Linked DNA regions of Drosophila melanogaster: region 2 is linked to region 1. A link is a contact called in public targeted proximity ligation data. All regions are on one chromosome and are shown on one strand. The core of a region is the stretch at or near the end of the contact, and the rest is flanking DNA. Distances in the headings are between cores, read along the strand shown. Region 1 holds the start of PH4alphaEFB (prolyl-4-hydroxylase-alpha EFB). Region 2 holds the start of CG2246.

What was found.
Region 2: a contact with region 1 is called in a targeted proximity ligation map of the Kc167 cell line, with 6 times the contacts expected there. A contact is called at or near these places in 15 of 107 Hi-C or Micro-C datasets (the Clone 8 cell line, the Kc167 cell line, the OSC cell line and 5 more) and 2 of 7 datasets of targeted methods (both in the Kc167 cell line).

Annotation. Positions count from the first base shown.
Region 1 is chr3R:30,464,326-30,468,208 of dm6, reverse strand. PH4alphaEFB (prolyl-4-hydroxylase-alpha EFB) reads right to left here and starts at 2,159. Exons shown (of 9, transcript NM_170492.2): 1 at 1,835-2,159. It overlaps CDase (Ceramidase), which reads right to left. Exons shown (of 6, transcript NM_001276180.1): 5 at 2,892-3,502; 6 at 2,473-2,831. The coding sequence ends at 2,648.
Region 2 is chr3R:30,599,590-30,602,963 of dm6, reverse strand. It overlaps CG2246, which reads left to right and starts at 1,475. Exons shown (of 8, transcript NM_170511.2): 1 at 1,475-1,547. CG31021 reads right to left here and starts at 758. Exons shown (of 7, transcript NM_170513.2): 1 at 597-758; 2 at 245-538; 3 at 1-195. The coding sequence starts at 679.

The sequences.
Region 1 (3,883 bases), core at 910-3,409:
TTGCTACGCACGCTGATTATTAGCTTTGCATACTATCAGAAATATTCAGGAAATTCCAGAAAGCACTTTTGATAACGTACATATTTCGAGAAGTTCTAAATAAAATTTTGATAATTCTAACGAACAATAAGGTGTCATCTCTCGGATCGAATCCATCCCATTTAATTTCTCGCTGTGTTGGAAAAATGGCATTCGCATTAAATATTCAGTAGGCAGGAAGGAAGGACTCGGGACGCGGGAGTGATTCAAGTGCATTCAGCGAGTTTGCTAATTAGTAATGAATGACAAATGTTCGCAGCTCATCCCCAGCTGCCTTAACACCCGGCTGGCCCCCATGATTAACCCATGGCGAAGTGCTTTAATGCCAGTCAGATGCCGTCATGGAGCGTGTGCACACATAAATTTTACAATTCACCTTGAAATGTAAGCATAAAAGGCGTCCCCGATGGAAATCGCAATACCAAACCGGTTCAAAGACTTTGCTGAACATTATAAAAGCGAAAGATGAGCTGGGAAAAAGGCTGGAGCGAAATGGGCGCAAAAACCAGACAAGGAAGTGGGCCAAATAGCAGCTCCTTGTCGACATTGTCCTCACTTTCATTGCATTCCGCACATGGATGGAACTGGTGATCCACTTGGCAGCCACTTTCGTTTTCGCATCCAACTCTATTATTGCCAACCGGTCGTCATTGCCGAACTAATTAGCAAACAAATAATACTGATCAAATGGACGTAAAGGCGAAAGGCCGAAAAAGCAGGCGGGGAGCAACGAACCAGATTGCGGCTAAATTATAAATTTCATAAATTAACACACCTTGCTCGTAAGTTAATTGAAGCTATTGAATCCGATTGTATTTTCAAAAATACACGCCTAGCCATTAATCATCCAAACCAGAGTCTAATTGGTTAAGTATTTCCAATTAGACAAGAAATATCCCGCTAATAAGAGCGGCTAAATGAGGTTTGTGTCCGTGCTAAATAGGAGTCACTTCAACTGGGTTTTAATCATAGACATTTACCAGGTACATTATGTTATATATGTTATACATTTAAAAAAGGATTCTGTTATATAAAGAGTAACTTTATTACCCTTTAAAGTAATTGTATCCTCTTTACAAACAGGTTTGAAAACAGTTTAATAAACTGGTTATTTTTAAGTCACTGATTGACTACCTAATATTACTTATTCATGTAATTTGCTACTGAAATGTATAGTTAAAGGAAGAAAACAATTTGTTTCAAATCTATTGATTCCTTGCTGAACTAGGCCATCCTTTTTCGCACAGTTGGCAACGCAGTGTTTATACCCTTTGCATTGGAAGATGAAGTGCACGGGAAACGAGACCAAAACAAATGCCTACAATTGACTACGTGACTGCGGCACTTCCTTCTTTTCGCCCCCTGATCATCATTATATAAACACACCCAGACGGACGTAAAAAGTACATATACACATTGACGCCTATGCCGCACAGACTTTTTCGAGTCCAGATATTTAGAGGCTTATCGCCAGCGGAGATGGAGGAGGAGGGAGGAGCATCAGCAGTAGGAAATGGGGAATATGTGGGGGCAAAAAGCGGTCAATTGAATCGCCATGTGGTGACAACAAGTGCATATAGAATAGTATGTGAACACTCAAATCAGTTTAGTTTTTTTGTCACAGCGCAGCAGAGCATTTCTCTCTAATCAAAATCGAATATTCAATTTAGATGGCCCACATTCCCGTCATTCAAGTAAAAAGACTCGATTATTGTTATCAGTGCACGACGGATGCCGGCAGGAGGAACACGTCAGAAGTTCTAGAAAATGTATCTGTGGAATTTCTTTAATTTACCCTGTGTTTCTTATGCGAACTTGTTGCTGGATCTCAATGGATGTCAATGAAACTGGCCGCCTTCTTTGTTTACAATTCAACGAGAACACCTCGATTGCATTGCCCACCCGCACTTCGTATCTTATAGATACATTTTATGCACTCTAACTGGAAGCACACAAATCACGTTTGTTTTAGATATTTTCGTTTAGACTCGAATTTAAGGATTGTTTTCTCTGGTCCCCCGAGGAGTAAATTCCCTTTTTCACAGTTTTGACTACAAAAATATAATTTGTGTTTCTGTTTAATTCGCGTGCGCGCGCCGAGAAATACCGACTGGAACTGATTTTGTTTTGCTGCCGCCTCGAATATAGATAAATACCGACTTCCAGATCCAGAAAGAGAGAGAATTTCTGGTTTCTGTTTCGAATTTAAGAGAAGAGCACCAATTTCGAATTTCGAAGTTCAATTTAATACCACAAAAGAGAAAAAGAGTTGAAAGAGAGAAACTTGTACAGCATTGTGGATTTCATTCGAACAGCTGTTTGCGGATCGTATATGGTGGCGGGCAATTTGAATTGTAATTGGTAAAAAGGTGAAGCAATGTCAAAAGACTACTAGAACAGCCATTTCGATCAAAATTAAAAACACTTCTCCTTAGTTTCAACATAATTTGGCATCTTTTTTATTCGCGTTTGCAAAAATAAAGCTTTTCCTTCGTCACTTACAAATGGTAAATAAATACATGGATTCAGTGTTGATTTTGTTTTTGATGGGCCCTACAACTGTCTGGCCAGGAATATTTATAAAATCACTCCACACGGATATCTAATCCTAGTCCTCCTTAACGGTGAAGGAATGCGTGAGTCCCTCGTAGGGATACTTTCCGCCCAGGATGTACTTGTACTCCCCGGAATGGCGAATGCGATATTCCCCGGGAAGAGTCTGCGGACTGATGTCCCAGTAGATGTCCATTTCGCTGAAGCCCAGGATCGTATTGGTTCGGTGCCAGACCATTCTGAAAAGTAACGATTTTATTAAGTACCAACATTTATAACCTCAAGCTGGCGCTTCCTACTTGGTCTCCCAGCTGGCATCCGTATAGGCCACCTTCCAGCGATCCTCGTTGATCTTTCGCTCAATGGTGAAGTAGGTTTTCTCGGTGAAGAGGTTGTTACGCGGATTTCCGGATATGTAGGTGACCTTCACCGTCTCGTTGATGCCGTACTCCTTGTTGGGCTGCGACTTCACGTAGCCAAAGTCGGTGTTTATGGGATGTCCGTCGAAGAGAACCCCGGTGTTCAGCGATAGCATCACATCATTCATGTACGGCGGACTTGGACCCGCATCCACGGTCTCATTACGCATCATGGCCTTGGTCAGGCGTTCGAAGACGTCCATGTAAATGGAGTGGGTATGGGGACCGAAGATCGTGGAGGCGGCCTCGTAACGCTGCGCCTGGTACTCCTCCGGGGTCACCGTGTAGCTGGTGTATATGTTGGTCAGTCCGGCGATGATTACCTCGGTGTCGATGCCTCCGACGGCGGAGGCAGCTGCTCGAATCTGGTTTCGCAGACGACGTCCTGCCATTGTGGTGAACTCGCAGGGCACGGCGGCTATGATCACATCGCCGATCTTTAGTAGCTGATCCGAGACAATCTTTGGCTGCCACTCATAGGGAAAGGTGGCCTTAAATATGGATAATGTACATGTTAGATATGCTTAAAGTGCACTTAGATTTTTAAATAACAGTTGCGCATTAAGTGATGACCTATAGCCTGGCTATAACTACCTTACCTTGATTTTTATGAGCTGACAACTAATTTGCGTAACGTTTCAGTTTAATTACCCCACTTAAATGTGCATTATAAAAACAAAATCCACTACATAAATTTATGTATTCTATTCCAAAATTGGTATTTTGTTCCTTTGCACTATTAAACACATTTAAATTTATTTTCTGATGCACACAACACTCAACAAAGTTCCAAACAAATGGAATGATTTTTGTGCTGCATACCTTTAGGCAATTTCAGAAATTCTTTTAAAATCGCTATTGTTTTTTTTCAG
Region 2 (3,374 bases), core at 226-2,725, 140 kb before region 1:
TTAAGTAGGGTCCTGCCCAGATCTCGATAGACCTGCCAGCGTGGTGCGCCCAGTGGATTGAACAAATCTCTGTGCCTCGAGAGGGTGTAGTTATGGGCAGCCACTTGTAGCCACTTGGCTGCACCCAGATAGTCCTGCTCCTCGTAGAGCTCCAGTCCCAAGTGATAGCAGTCCAAAGGTGAAAGATGCAAGGAACTAGTGGAATTAAGTTTCCAAAATGGTAAACACTTATATAGACTCCCACCTGCTTCGTTCATCTTTGGCAACCAGATCCGCGGGCTCGTAGCCGTAAAACTGGGTCAAGCTATGCACACTCCTGGCCGCTTTCCTGAAGGCTTCCTTCTGAGGAAGCTGCGGCAGTAGGCTCTCCACCTTCTGCACCGCCTCGGGTGCGACCAGATCCTCCATGTACACCTGCCAGCCGACCCAATCCTGGTGCATATGTCTAATCAATCGGAAGGAGTTCAGCGGATTGGAGAGGTACTTCTCCGGATCCTCGTTGGCATCTTCTATGTCGACGTTATAATCTTCCACATAACTATATTAAAAATATTTTCATCTCAATTGGTACGATTGGGAAAGGATTTCTGACGCACTTGTTTATAAGGTCGATCTTCTCCTCCAGCTTTTCGGCATAGTCACGCATATTCTGCAGGAGATTGCGCTCTAGATTCAGCATTTCCCGCACTTGTTTCTCACTTAGAGCCTTAAAACTGTAACAGCCAAGGATCAAAAGCAGAATCGCAAGCCAAAATGACACAGCCATGATTGGTTGGGTATTGGAGAAAACTAAATTTTAAGGATGAAGAACACCAAGTCCGAAATGTAATGCATTCGACTCAGCTAAATATCTGTGACTAAATAATTCGGCAAGGAAAATCCATAAATTGGATTCAAGAAACATAATACAATTCAAACCACTAATTTTTGGACCTTTTTACAAGCTTATACCGAAAACAAAACAGTAAGACAATTTTTGACACAGTGTACTTAGCAAATGCACCCACCCATCCAGAATTGGAGTAAGCGGAGTTTTCCACCCAACTAGTGCTGCCAGAAGGATGGCTACTATCGGCAAAGTAGCAGACTCCACACATCTCTGATTTCTAGGAAGTAAACAAAACATCTGATATTGTTTTTGTTTATCTGTTGTAACATTTTAGTAGTATTTGAGTTTTACATCAGCTCTACTATTTGTTTTCAGCACGATGACGTCGTCGTTGTGTCTATTCTGCATGACTCGTTTCGAAAATAAAAGCCTCAGAAACATTTTTGAAGTAGCCCTTGAACAGGGACTTTCAAAACGCAATGAAAAAACAGCTTCTGAATGTATGCATAGTATGCATGTAAATTATTATAATCTAGACGCATATTGAATAAAATGAGTACTTACTATCGAAATGATGTCATCACTAATCTCAGTCGATTATCGATATACGAAATCATCGATTCATCAGCTGTTCGAATAATTGCGAGGATTTTGTGGCAGTTTTGTCTGAGTTTTCGGAAAAGTGCGAATTAAGTGAAGCAGTGTCGTGAAGAAAAGAGTAATTATTGATAAACGTTTATTAATAGCTAATATAATCGGCGAATGTGTGATAGTGTCTCTGTATTAATTACTACTTTCTTCGGCCTGTTAACACTGCTAAAAACAGGATATAGATCTAGGCAAGAAAGAAGAGAAAACTTGAATATAAATCCATAAGCGTCGAGATAAAACAGCTAATTCTTCGAAAAGTCAACATGCTGCTGCAGCGGAACAAGTAAAACTTTTTAGCGGCTAATTTCTAGCTTTTTTCTATGATTTCTGTGTGTTTCATGTATAATTTAATTAGTGTCCCGCTGTTTGCGTGTGTTCCTCCCACCCTTCATCACATTTTCCCTGTTCTAATACGTTTTCCCTGTTCTAATACGTTTTCCCTGTTCTATTCCAGTGCCCGCGAAGATTATAGCCAGGTTTTCAATTACAGCTTTTGTTTGTCTAACCAAATTTTATCAATTGCGTGCTGGTGCTAACAAGAGCAAAACCCCACCTCCTTTTGCTTTTTACTTCTTTTGTACTGGAATTTGTGTTTGCATTTTATTTTTAGCCCGCTTTCGATGTTGTTATTGCCGTTCTCATTTTGTTACTTCATCGCCGTTTGCCTCTCCGTCTTTGTTTTGCTCTCCTCTTTCCGTGACAACGCTCTCTCTTGTGTACACTGAACAAAATGCATTGGTTTGGTTTGAATTATAATGATATTAAGTCTTTTTTAATTACTGGCATTATGAATATACATGAAAACTATATATTTCAATAAGAATATTTAATTGCGTGCGAGTCAGATCGGTCGATTAATGTTCCTTATTGATTTCCTCTCTCAAAAAGCTAAGAGAGTGAGATAAACTCTCATTGGGGGCTTTGTTGTGATCCACATGTTCCATTGACCACTTTTTAACGGACCCACTTGAACACAATGATACGCAAGAAGATTAAACCATTAAAAAGATAAATAAGTAACTTAATTGACCCACATATGCTTAAAAACCTTAAATATGGTTGTAACTTGTACAGTTCCTTGCTGGATTCCACTCAAAGCGGCAACAGCTGTTTGCCACCACCATTACCTCACTCCAGCGATCTGGCAACGCCGCGCAGCCCTCGCTTTTGCGCTCCACTGTGTCCACAGTCATTCGCTTTTATTTATACGAAAAATAAGTGTAAGAAAGCAACGTCTGGCTGCCTATTTTTTTTATTGATTTCATTCCTATTCCGGATCCGATTCCGTGTTAATTGAAAACGTTAATCAGTCGCCCGCTAGTTGTGCTCTTATCAACACTTTTCGCGCGTGTTTTCCTGCGTGAGTGAGAGTAGTCTGTACATATATTGCATTTTCATATCCCTAGGAGGTTATAGCAATATCGCGTTTGATAAAAGATAAGATAAAAGTGGCAGCTAATCCATCTAATTACTGATGAGCGATTGTCTAGGACCATTTTACTCACACTCACGTGCGCAGCGAGTGAAATTGATGCCCACTCAGTTACTTCTGTTCTTTGTTCGCCGTGAGTTACTGTAAATAACCGCATCTAAATGGTGTGATAAAAGCTCACATGTCGCCAATTGAGTGAAATGTGTTTTATTTTGTACTTTCTGGTTGCGAGCCAAATTAAGAGCACATAACAACAACAATACATGCTGGGGAGATAAGCCAACCCACTCGAAATGCCACTCAATTGCGCGACTTGTTGCCCTTCGGTTTTCCGAGTGAAAAGTGGTCGCATAACTGTTTGTTTAGAAGAAGGACAAAAGAGAAGGAGATTTACAATCCCAATACTACTGATATGAAGCTAATTCGTTATATTTATGGAAATTCTAGTGCCTACCCCCAGCT